Regions from separate parts of the Arachis hypogaea genome. Here region 2 is linked to region 1. Evidence: chromatin contacts called from public Hi-C data. All regions are on one chromosome and are shown on one strand. Each heading gives the region's core, a stretch centred on a gene start, on an enhancer-like site or on the middle of the called end of the contact. The rest is flanking DNA. Distances are from core to core; before and after follow the strand shown.

Region 1 (6,536 bases), core at 1,267-3,766:
TCATCAATCTAACCATACCTCATCATTTTAACATACATTGACAACTAAAATCATTAAACATACTCCAAACACAATTCAACTTATCCTATAGTCATCTAGCCTAAATTTTCACGATACCGTATATGTTATATACGACAAACTAAAACCATACCTTGGTCGATTCCCTGTTAATCCCAAAATGTCACAATTGATTACCGTTCCACAAAACCCAAGGCTCCAAACCTCTCTAATGAAAGTTCAGCTTCCAAGGTTCACTTCCAAGAATCCAATTTCATCAATTCATCTCCAATTCAACATAATTTCAATCTAATACATACAATTCCATCGTAACCACAAATCAATACCTAAACTTCAAAAAATTAAAATATTCACAAGGGATATGAGTTTCTCAACTTACCCATGGATGACCTGGGCAAAACCTAGTGATTATCTACTGTTAGAGTACCCCTAAACCATCAAAATTACAAAATCTCTCAATTATCAAAATCTAAAATGTAATTTTCTCACCAAATTGGTTAGTGGATTTTGTAGAGAATTCTGGATTGAAAGTTACGTGGAATTAAATTTTTGGCAACGGTTTGGCGTCATTCTCCCCCCCCCCCCTTTCTCTTTGTTCAGCGTTCTTCCATGGAGAAATAAGGAAAGAGATGCTGTTTTGGGCTTTTATATATTGGGCTTTGGGTCTGGTTTAGTCTCGGTCCAATCGGTTCGTCCCGTTCGGCCTAATTTTGGGCCAAATTATTTAAAATTAGTGCCAAAATTCTTATTTTAATTAGCTCTATCTCATTAAATTATAAACTTTAATTTTTTAATTTCTTTAAATAATAATTAATTTATTGGTTAATTAATTACTAATTTCACGGGTTTTACATGGAAGAGGTGCTTGGCAAAATGGGAGCACCACCGAAGAGCGATGTGCCGCTCATTAACTCGAAGGAGCTGCCAGAGGGTGACAATTTCGTGTTCGGCTTCCCAACATGATTCGAAATGATGGCTGCTTAGTTCAAATCTTTTCTAGATTCAACTAGAAGCCTATGGCAGACACAACAGCTTGCTGGCAGGCCCGCTAGAATCTTCTACAATACCGGTTCTCAAGGTGATGGACAGGAGACTACAGCGTAAGAATTTCACTCTCAACTATTACAACCATATTACGTGTCTATAAAAAATCAGTTATTAAATCAACTATATATATATATAATATTTATCTAAATATAAAATACAAATTTGACTAATTTGATAAATGATTTTGAGGTGCACCTAACATTTTTGAAATTAGTATCAATTGGTAATTAATAGGACTCATGAATGAAGTTCCAATAATGATAAGAAAATTGTGAAATCAATGGCAGGCTAACAGCTATCACTCAGTTGGTTCACCATGGAATGCTATTTGTCCCAATCGGATATACATTCGGCGACGGCATGTTCGAGATGAATGAAGTGAAGGGTGGCAGTCCGTACGGCGCTGGAACTTATGCTGGTGGTGATGGATCAAGACAACTAACTAAACTTGAGATGGAGCAAGCATTCACCAAGGCAAGTATATTGCCACCATTACTAATAAGCTTAAAAAAGAATGAAGCTATCCGTAAATTAGGATATTGAATCTTGATAAGTCCACTAGTAGTTACTTGTCATCTAATGTATTCAGTTTGTATTATTACATGGAAATAATTGCTTTTTGTTAGAAAAAAACGCTTTGTACTCACTAGTGTGTTTTTCTATTTATACTATCAATAAAATTTGTATTTATTAAATTTATATTTATTTTGCATAAAAAAAGATTTATTTTGCAATAGAAAAATCTGTTGCCAATTACCGACAAAAAATTTGTCAGAAAATCTACCTCTAATTATCGACGAAAAATCCGTCTCTAATTACTAACGGAAAATCTGTCGAAAAATCTATCTCTAATTACTGACAAAAAATTCGTCAGAAAGTCTGACGTTTCACGAAAATGGAGGGGAGAATTTACATAGGAAAATTTTATCGGTAACTGGTAAAAATCTGTCGGTAAATTACCGACGGAAAAAAATTTGCCAGTAAATAATTTTCGACGAGACTTTTACAGAGGGACAAAATCCGTCGATAACCAAAAATTCGTCAATAATAAAGACCAAATCTGTCTGTAAATATTAAGTAATTTTCTAGTTGTGAGAATAATTAGTCAAAAGTCAACATTTTCGAGGATCTAATTATAACTTTACTCTAAAAATAAAAATTGTAATTATCTATAAACTAAAATATTTTAGATCACTCAAATTTTTTATTTTGTTTTATGAAATAAAATACATTTTTTATTCTAAACTTTAAAAGAATTTAAATTATTTTTAATATTTAATTTGATTTAATTATACCTTTAGAATTAATATTTTGACTGTGATGGAATAATCACTATTTTTGGCCATGCATTAACTTTCAAAAGAATTTGACCATTGAGTAACCCTTACTCCCTTCCTTTTACGACACTGTTTCCATCTTCCAGAGAGGCAGTTGACTCCGTCACAAACACACACAAAACATAACTCAGGAAACTTTGACATTGCTGCTTACCTTCTTAAATTTCCTCACCTGCCAAGGCTAACCAACACCTTCTATCCTTTATTGGCTTCCTTCCTTCTCTCTCACACACTCTCTTTCCCTTTAAATATTTGCAAATCCCCTTAGTTTAGCATTATATCTATACTCTCAGTCCTTTCTTATTCCAATGGCTCTTGCTTCAAGAAAAATGCCATTACTTCGTACACCTACTTCTTCTTTCACTATCACATCTTCTGTGTTATTCTTTCTGGTGGCGGTGGCGTTTCTTGGTGGTGCTGATGGCGGTGCTTATTTCGCTGGATCAGAGTGTCTCAAAGTGACTCCTTCTGAATTTGTTGTGTCAGTGAGAGATGTGGTTGATGTTATGCAAGGGATTATGTCCATTCTAGCTGAGTTCGACAATGGCGGATTCGGTGATGATTTTCGTGTCTCTAATGCCGTTTCTGACTGTGTCGATTTGCTTGACTTGTCCTCTGATGAGCTTGATTGGTCTGTTTCCGCCACTCAGAACCCCCAAGGTACAGTACAGAGCAACATCACATCCGTCTCTAGTGCCGTTACAGTTACATTATGTTTAAATTAAATTGTAAATCATATGAATTTCTTGGGTTCAAATAGGAAAACAATTCCTTAGTTGAAAACAGGGGATTTCATTTCAAGCTTCAACTCCTGTTTGCATTGCTGCCTCGTCACTCTACACTTTTCACTTAATCGAGCATGCTAAAACAAGTTAATATCTATTTAAACGCTAATTTTATTGTGATTGAATAAATTAAATTTGAAAGGAGTTTCCGGATAATAATATTTTTTGAACTGATTTTCTTTTATTACTTCTGATTAATTCATCTTGTTGAAATGTCGGAAATCCATGTGACATTAAATTAAAGAAAAAATGGGTATAGTAATAATATTATTATATATATTATTCATTTAAAGTATATTTATTATTTTATAGGGAAGCATAACAGTACTGGGAACCTAAGCTCAGATTTAAGAACATGGCTAAGTGCAACACTGGCGAATCCAGAAACATGCATGGACGGATTCGAAGGCACTAATAGCATGGTTAAGGGTCTAGTTTCCACTGGCTTAGTCCAAATGATCTCACTGGTTCAGAACCTACTAACCCAAGTGGACCCGGTTCCGGATCACTCCTTCTCCACAAAACAAGGGAAGTTCCCTGCATGGGTGAAACCAAGGGATAGGAAGAAGCTTCTGGAAGCGAACAACAACGGCGTGGGGGTGTTCGCCGACGCGGTGGTGGCCGCCGATGGCACTGGGAATTACACAAAGATAATGGATGCTGTGAAAGATGCACCTAATTATAGTATGAGTCGGTATGTGATATACATAAAGAAGGGTGTTTATAATGAGAATGTTGAGATTAAGAAGAAGAAGTGGAATCTTATGATTATTGGAGATGGGATGAATAACACCGTTATTACCGGTAACCGCAGTTTTGTTGATGGTTGGACCACTTTCCGGTCAGCCACTTTTGGTAAGACCGAAACTTTTCTCTTTATATATTTTTTATTTTGTTCCTTTAAATTTTTCTCCTGTCTTAATATTAATATTAGCGATATGATCTCATATATATATATATATATATATATATATATTCATCATTCTATTTCTTTAGGTAGATATTAATTAAAATTCTATTAGAGTTTTATTTTGTCTATATATGATGTGTAGAAAAAAAATTAGTTAAAAATTAATTATTATATTAATATAATTTAAAATATAAAATATATATTAAAAATAAATTAAATAATTTATATATTTATATATAAATATATAATAACTAATTTAATGGCTAAATGTTTGTGTACATATGATAATCTTTTTATTATTATACTATACTATTATATTGTGGCTTGTTATAACTTAATCATATATCAATAAAGTGATGAGTACGTAAATAGCAAACAATGTATCATACAATTTTCTTTTATGAGATATGACTTGTACGGTTGGAGATGTTTCATGATTTTTATCTTCCTATATAAAACAAGAAATTATTACTACATATTACTTTTCTGCTCATTTATTTATTGTCATTTCTATTCTTTTGTTTATTTTTATGTTTGTAGAAATAAGGATATATCCTATATACTTTCTTTAATTTATGAACTAATAGTAGTGTACTAATCTAATTTTGCACCATAATTAAATGGTTTGGATTCAAATTTTAGGAACAAAAGATTTTTTTGTTGATATAGATGATAAAATATATTTTATGAATACAATTTTGTGCACCAAACTCCTCTCTAATTTTCATTATATATAGTAAAAGTAGATATAAAAGTATTTCTACACGGTTCAATTTCTCCAATTCATACTTGTGTGTTAGTAATAAAAATTAAATTGATTTTCAAGATTTTTATAATAATTTGGTCATTAAAAGTTACATTTTGTGAGTTACATTATTCCCCCCCCCCCCCTCTCTTTTTTCTATCACAAAAGGATCAAAATAAATTACACAGTATGTAATATAACACAACTATTACTTTTGAAAATGAATATCAATTTTTATTATGACCACAGTCTTGAGAACGATAAAACAAAATAAACGGTTTACTCAAAGTACAAATATACACTCATTCATTCTTTCCCTTTTTCTAATTCCTTTTTACTTTTTATCACTTTTTTCTTATATCATCAACCTCATCTTTTCTTTTTCTGTTATTGTCACTTTAGTCTTTATTTTTATTAAAGTTGTCACAATTTTTTTAATTCATATTTTAGTGATGGTATAAAACTGTAAATTTTAGGTACACGTAACACATCATTGTCCATCTAATAATAATATGGTGGAAAAAATATGTTTGCTTTGCGTGGCTATTTGAGACCTAAAGTTGACCTCTATCCCATCCGGAGGTCAGGTCATGTCTACTGCCTGCATTGTATTGTGTAGACAACGAGAACTCGAAACTATCTTACATTAACTTAGATTTCTATTTCGCCTAAACTCTTAACTCATCATGAAATGGATTATCAATGGAATGGCCTACACCAGAAGCAACACGAAATAACTTAATAACATCCTCAGGAACATTCGATATAGTCCACGATTACATATTCATAAGCAGTACATTGTAGGGCCATATTATTTATTAAACCCTAACTAACATATAAACATAACTTAATCCAATTCTCCAACCACAATTTAATAAGCACATGTGCTGTACCTACATTACATTAATAATGCTTCAAGTCCACACGCCTTGTTTAACATCTGAAATCTCTGACCCAAATCTCATACACCTCCCTCCACTTCAATTAATTGTGCCGTCTATTTTCTAATTCGGTACAATGGACAATTAATTGATACCAGAACTTATACAATTTTATTTTGGAACAGATTAACAGGCAGTTGTTTTCGTGTAAAGCAGTTAAAAATTAATAAAAAAATTAATATGTTTAATGATACTTAACCATATTTTTTTATAAAGAGAACTGCACATCAGGTTTAACTTTGACTAAATTATTATTTAATATTTTTTTTCTATCAATTTTATATAAATACAATTATTTTTTCTCAAATTTTTTTATATACTGATTATGATGTGGAATGATACATGTGCAGCTGTGAGTGGTAGAGGATTCATAGCAAGAGACATCGCTTTCCAGAACACAGCAGGGCCGGCGAAGCACCAAGCAGTGGCGCTAAGATCCGACTCGGACCTTAGCGTTTACTACCGATGTGGTATCTTTGGTTACCAAGACAGCCTCTACGCCCACACAATGCGTCAATTTTACAGAGAATGCAAAATCACTGGCACCGTTGACTTCATCTTTGGCGATGCGACTGCGATTTTCCAGAACTGCCAAATCCTCGCTAAAAAAGGCCTACCGGATCAAAAGAACACCATTACGGCGCACGGCCGGAAAGAACCGACCGAGCCAACCGGTTTCTCAATACAATTTTCCAATATAACAGCAGACTCCGACCTTGTGCCATTGATCAACACTACTCACACGTACCTTGG
Region 2 (6,536 bases), core at 2,992-5,491, 870 kb before region 1:
TCAAAATCCCATAACTTTTTCCACAAAATTCCATTTTCAACCATTCTTAAACCATTAGAAAGATCGATAAATGAATTTTCATAAAAAGTTAGTTTTGAAAGTTTTCCAACTCCGAGGGCCGAGTTACAGCCCACCGACGATGGCAAAAAATCTGTTTTTACCAAAAAGACACATTTACCAATTTTCCAATGATTCACAAGCCTCAATCAATTTCAGCCAACAAAGTGAAGCCAAACCAACTCAAGTCACATATTCACACACAACTAAATCCAAACCTATTCCATCTACACATTCCAACTCAAATACATCCATTACACATTTCAGAAATCTCATTTTTTATTATTTCGTCAATCAACCAAATTTCATGCATTCCATAAAAATTTTGCATTCAATCTCATACATTATCACACAATTCAATCATCACTTATCGTCCTTACCTTTTCCTGCCCTCCGGCCCAAAATCCACAGCCTCCAGTCCAAATTTACAATTTCATCGCATATTCCACAAACCAATAATCATTATCCAATTTATCAATTTTTTTAACACACTAAACATGCAATTTCACACAATTCTCAACCTAATCATTAGTTTAAACAACATATCAACTATACATATTAATACTAACCATTTACACAATTCAAACCTAATCCTAGGGGCACCTAGCCAAGAAATTCTTCTCACACCATATGGTACCTAAATGAAACTTAAACCGTATCTTTATGATGGTAGTTCACACCTAAACACATCATAACTTAAACTTCCAAGGTTCTCAATCATCGCCAATAAGCTTTAGCTACCAACACCTTCTTCCAAGTGCTCCAGATACACCCAACAGCACTAACATAACAATTTCACATATATGTTAATCTAGGGTTCATAAAATTTGATAAATCACAAGGGTTTTGAGGTTTTTTACATTAACCCACTGAACTTTGTGATAAATATCACCAATGGCTCATACTAAAGCACTCCTAAACAACCAAAATCAGAAAATTATTCAACAGCCATACCAAATTTCAAATTTAAGGAGGAAAATTAAAACTGGGAAGAGGACAGTGATATACTCATCACAATACCTAAATAAAATTGAAGAGGGTGAGAAGAGCGATACATGGCCGCAAACTGCACGTCAATTGGAACTGCGTATAAAAAGTTATTGTGGTTTGAAATTTGATGGAGTTAGGGTTTTCTCTCTTCTTCCTCTCTTCTCCATTTCAGCACCCCACTCTCTTTCTCTAGGGTTAATAAGCTGATATGTTCATAACTAAAATTTATATATGTTGGATCTTGGGCCCACATGGATATCAATGCGGTTCACTTGGTTTAATCCGTTGGTCCAATTTTGGGTCAAAGCCTTTAAGATTAGCGTTGCACTTTAAATATTTTTACTTTCTAAATCATAAATTCTAACTTTTTAATCTCTCTCACTCGTAAATTATTTTTCTCAACTACAGTATCGGATAGATTTCACCCGGTACTGCCGGTCAAATTTTCATTATGTGTTTTTACGTAAAAAATTATGTTTTCTGATTAAAAAAATTTACTGAATCCAAATATTATATTTAAATTTTCAAATTATGTTTCTAAATTTTTTTAACTATTTTTTTATATTTAATTTATTATTTATTTAATTATAATTTGACCAGGTTTTACCATAGGTCCTAGGTCAACTTAGTAGTTTGATGAGATTGCTATGTAAACTTTTCCTTAATAATATTTTCATGCTTAGCATTGTTATCAATGGATTTGTCTTTCCCGAACCAACGAGCATTGTGACGAGCCTGCGGAGTAAAGATCAACTATTTAGTATGATAGCAAGATAAAAATAGCTCTTCAATTTCTATAAAGCCTAGCACTTTTTCTCGAATGTCACCTAAGGTTTTAGGTTTTACAACAACAATGGCATTCTGGAATTTTCCTGGCTTCAAACCATTTTTATTGGCATGAAAGTAGACCCCAGTGTGCAAGTTAGGTATTTCAAGGCAACATTCATGAAACATGTAAGGTATTCACGCAACTTTTCTTGTCCCTGTTTTAGTGTACTCAAATAATCTGAATCATGAATATAAGTGTTTTTAATATTTTTTAATTCACGCAAATATGTTTTTAGTACTCAAATAATCTCAAACATGTACGAAGAAGAAAAATGATTAGTGAACAAACCAAATCCTGAAAACTAGAAACAGATCCTATAAGCAAAGAAGAAAGGAAGGGAGAGAACACAACAAAGTATAAAGTTAGAAACATCGTTTAATATCATGGAATGGACTTAGCGATATGAAGCTTTGGGTAGCTTGTCACATCATATTGCTTCAAGGTAGATGGTGTTGTAGGTATAAATAAAGAAAGAAAAGATATTAAGGAAAGACGTCAAGAAGACACAAGATTGGTTAGTTAGAATTGGTCTGCTTAAGTTAGTTATTGGTCTGCAAAATAGTGTTGCAGTACATATATATATGTAGTCTTAATCTTCAGGTTCTATAGAGAGTCTTATATCATTGTTGTACACATTTTTCTTTCTTACACTTTAGCAATAGAGGTTTCTTCATTTTAAAGATTGTTTTGCATTACTAATTCTGTTTTCACAAACTCTTCTCTAGTGTTACGGGTTCTTCAACTATCGCATAGTTCTTCATACGATTTCAGTTTCTCGGCAGATGGCAAGCTGAAATTAACAGGCAGCGAGATATCCATAATCTGGTAACACAAAGGGCCAAGAGTGTTGGAAGATTTTGGAGGAGGACAAAGTACATCTTCTGTCTGATGGGGTGTCTCAGGGATATGAATTGTCTGTTGTATATTGAAATCATCTTCATCATGATTGGCTTCTGGTTCTCAAAGGAGATGAGCAAGCTAAGCTGTTACATCTGTTACATTACCAATAACGCAAGAACCAATTTGAGGAGGGGAGCTTATATCATTCAAGCTACTTTTTGGTGTTATTCAACTAATATTTATGTATTTTCAGCTAAAATTTTTGTAAGAAGTTTTTTGTTATTCAACTAAAAAATTTACACAATTTAAATTTTGTATTCTTCAACTAAAGTTTCTATTTTTAGATATTAAAATTTATGTTTTTTTTTTGTTATTCAACTGAAAAATATACAATTCAAAATAATTTACGTATTATTCAACTTACATTTTTATGCTATTCAAATAAAATTTATGTCCTGTTTAACTAAATTTTTTGTCATTTTTCTATAAAATTCAACTAAACAATATAATTTTTGTGTTTCTTAATTAAATCTTCAATGCTTTTTATATTGTTCATATATTATGGTTTTGTACAATTTAATATAAAAATTAATTTATTTGAATGAATTCTATAATATCTTGAGTTTTTAAAAATTAAATAATTAGTTATTTATGATTTATTATGTATGACCTCAAATTTTTAAAAAAATAAATAATTAGTTATTTACGAGTCATTATATTTGTTGAGATTTTATTTTTAAAAAAATTATTTTATTAAAAATAATTAACTAAAATTTAAAAATTACTGATATTTAATTTAATTATGATTTATTCTATTAGTTTAAATTATTTATTGAAAATTATTTTGATAAACAAAAATTTAAATTAATTTTTGTAATTGTTAACATTATTATTATTATTATTATTATTATTATTATTATTATTATTATTATTATTATTTGTTTTTCGGAAACAAAAGAAAGAAAAGCCACAACGTGGCTTATACATGCATTACATATATACAATCATTGTACACATTGTATAAATATTTCATTGGCTTCTCATACTTTTCCTAACTTAAAATATTTATACATTTTTTTCTTAAAAAATTTATGTTGTTAATTAATAATTTTATTTCTATATTGTATTTAGAATATTAAAAATGTAAATTAACCTATTTATTTGATAATAATAATAATAATAATAATAATAATAATAATAATAATAATAATAATAATAATAAATTTTTCAAAATAATATTTGATGAAATTTTTTGGTCTGCAGACATTTAATTTTTTAAGGATTTAAAAATAGATTTAAGTTTATGACCTTTTCAAAATTTGGAGACATCGATTCTAAATTTAATTTGTTCTATTTTAAAAATTCTCTCTGTATCCGAATGAACGAAAGTCATTTGATATTTTTGTTAGATCTGACTGACCCAAATGAATATAAAGAATTTATATATCTAAATTTTAAAAAGATGAGAACTTAAATATATTTTTAAATTCATAAAAACTTAAATGTTGGCGATCAAAAAGTTAAGACCTCTTTGTCATCTTATCAAAATTAAAAACTCAAAAAAATAAAATCTAGAAAGTGTGACGAAAATGGGAGAGTAGGAAGTAGGAAGTAGGAAGTAGGAAGCAGCAGAAGGATAAGGTGTGATGATAGCAAAAGTAGCGCGAAGGGCGAGTGATTAGAGATTACACAAGAATGAATACTTCTTCTCTCTCCTTCCTTCAATCAGCGTTCCCCACTTCCTCCTCCTTCCTCCCACCGAACCCGCTAACCCCTTCCTTCTGTTTCGTCGTTGAAGCCCATTCCACCACCCGCCGACAAGACAGGACCGCCCGCCACACCCGCATCAGGAAGAAGGTCCCTTTTAATTACGTTCCTTCTTTTCTAAATTATAGTAGCTGCTAGAATTCTGAGAGTAGTTATGGTTTTTGCTGGCTGTTTTTACGGTTTACCCTTCTTCTTTCCTTGCTTTTTGAATAGTTAATTGTTTACACTGATTTCATGTTGTTAACATTGTAGTTCTCTGATGCTGAGTTCAAACAAGACGTTGAAAAGAGAGACTCTAGTGTCCTTCCTTCTGATATGCATATTAAGACAGTTTATTTAATTGCTACCATGTCACTCTCGGTTTCTGTGTGATTACATCTTTTGTGTACCTCCGTTATTTGTGTTAAACACTAAACAAAAGGAGCCTAATTTAGTGTGTTTGAAAGTCAATTCATGCCCGACAATATGCAATTGTATTTTACACCTGTTGCATTTATGCTTTTGTTTGTTTTTTCTCTTTGCTGAATATGCAGTGATTTATTTGTTTTTTCTGCATTGTTGGCTATGGCTTTATATTATATGCACTTTGTTGTGCTTTATGATCCATCTTTCCATTTAGTGGAAGTTCATAAGTTTTGGTACTGCAGGGTTCACCTAGTAATTGGAATTGGTTAAGCATGTAAACTTAACAGATTTGAAATATTGGATGAGTTTCTTTGTTACATGATTTAAGAAAAAAGTTAAAACAAAAGAAAATGAAAATTTCTGTTCAAGAGGGGGAAAATGTACCCGGTTTTCTCTTTACCTTTTTCTTCTTATTGCTAGTACTGTACTCTGTGGAACAGTCTTTTTACTGCTTATATGGAATGCCAAGGCATTCTTTGGTAAAGCTTTTGATTGTAAGTTCACCTCATGAAGAATGCAATGCATATCTGTTTTGGATCATTTTCTGGTTTGTCAGGTTGAAGGGACACCAGAAAGGCCACGATTGTCCGTGTTCCGATCCAACAAGCATCTTTCTGTCCAGGTCATAGATGACACCAACATGCACACTCTTGCTTCGGTTTCAACAATGCAGAAGGCAGTTTTTGAAGAGTTCAACTACACAGCTGGTCCTACAGTTGTAAGCTCTAAAATGCTTTTGATGTGCTGATTATCGCTTAATTACTGTCATACTTCAGTCCACGCACTGGAAACATTCCTGTTCTTGTGATTAAACGTCGTGTTTCCTTAATAGATAACTTCTCAAACTTAAAAACTAACCTGGAAAAGAATATAAAGTTTTAGGTTATAAATAGTTATTTGGAAACTCTTTATACCAAAGAGGAAAAATTATTCACTTTACAGTGACAAATAGCATTCAATGCTCTATTTAAACTTGACACTTAAGCGAACTGGTTTTTACTACACATAGTTTTCAAATTTTTCATTGTAGTTTGGAAACCAAGGAACCTGGATACCTTGATTATGATTGTACATTTGTTCCCATAGTAACTACTGCAAGTCAGCTAAATCTCTTACCGTTCAAGCATCTTTGATTGGAAACCTAACAGTTAATGGTCACCGAGTTTCTCAGCATCGAATGCATACTGAATATGAAACTGTTACCTCTGATGTTTATTTGCTTTATTAATGCCAATTTAATAGAAGTTTAAGTTTTAATTTGATTCATAATGCTCCATAGACTTGTAGAAGAAACACATTTACATTTTGAAGCTCCTCTCCACTTTCACTGATATCCACTTCGAGTAATAGCATTACACATCAGGGTTCCAAGATTTTACCACTTTTCCTCAAATTGTTCAATATATATTGGAAGCAGGAATCCAGATCACTCATTATTTGCACATGAATCTTCATATTTTCCTTTCAATCTGAGTATCATGTATAATTTGTATCTTGGCAAATAACCTTGCTTCCGTGATTGTGTTTCTGGTGTACACAGTTTGTAAGGTCTGACTCCCTTGGAAGAATTCTTGCTTTGTTTGCATCATCTTCATACTTTTCAGCCACTCAATTATGACACTGGTCCTTTCGTTTTGTTTCTGTTTTC

The links. A called contact is a pair of places that touch in the nucleus more often than the background predicts.
Region 2: a contact with region 1 is called in a Hi-C map of leaf, with 4 times the contacts expected there. The contact joins the promoter of LOC112790629 here to the promoter of LOC112790627 in region 1. A contact is called at or near these places in 2 of 8 Hi-C or Micro-C datasets (leaf and an unstated tissue).

The regions. Positions count from the first base shown.
Region 1 is chr3:56,214,589-56,221,124 of arahy.Tifrunner.gnm2.J5K5, reverse strand. It overlaps LOC112790627 (pectinesterase/pectinesterase inhibitor PPE8B), which reads left to right and starts at 2,516. Exons shown (of 3, transcript XM_025833110.3): 1 at 2,516-3,062; 2 at 3,500-4,042; 3 at 6,134-6,536. The coding sequence starts at 2,711. It also overlaps the pseudogene LOC112777883.
Region 2 is chr3:57,081,461-57,087,996 of arahy.Tifrunner.gnm2.J5K5, reverse strand. LOC112790629 (large ribosomal subunit protein uL18c) reads left to right here and starts at 4,241. Exons shown (of 3, transcript XM_025833112.3): 1 at 4,241-4,573; 2 at 5,445-5,606. The coding sequence starts at 4,412.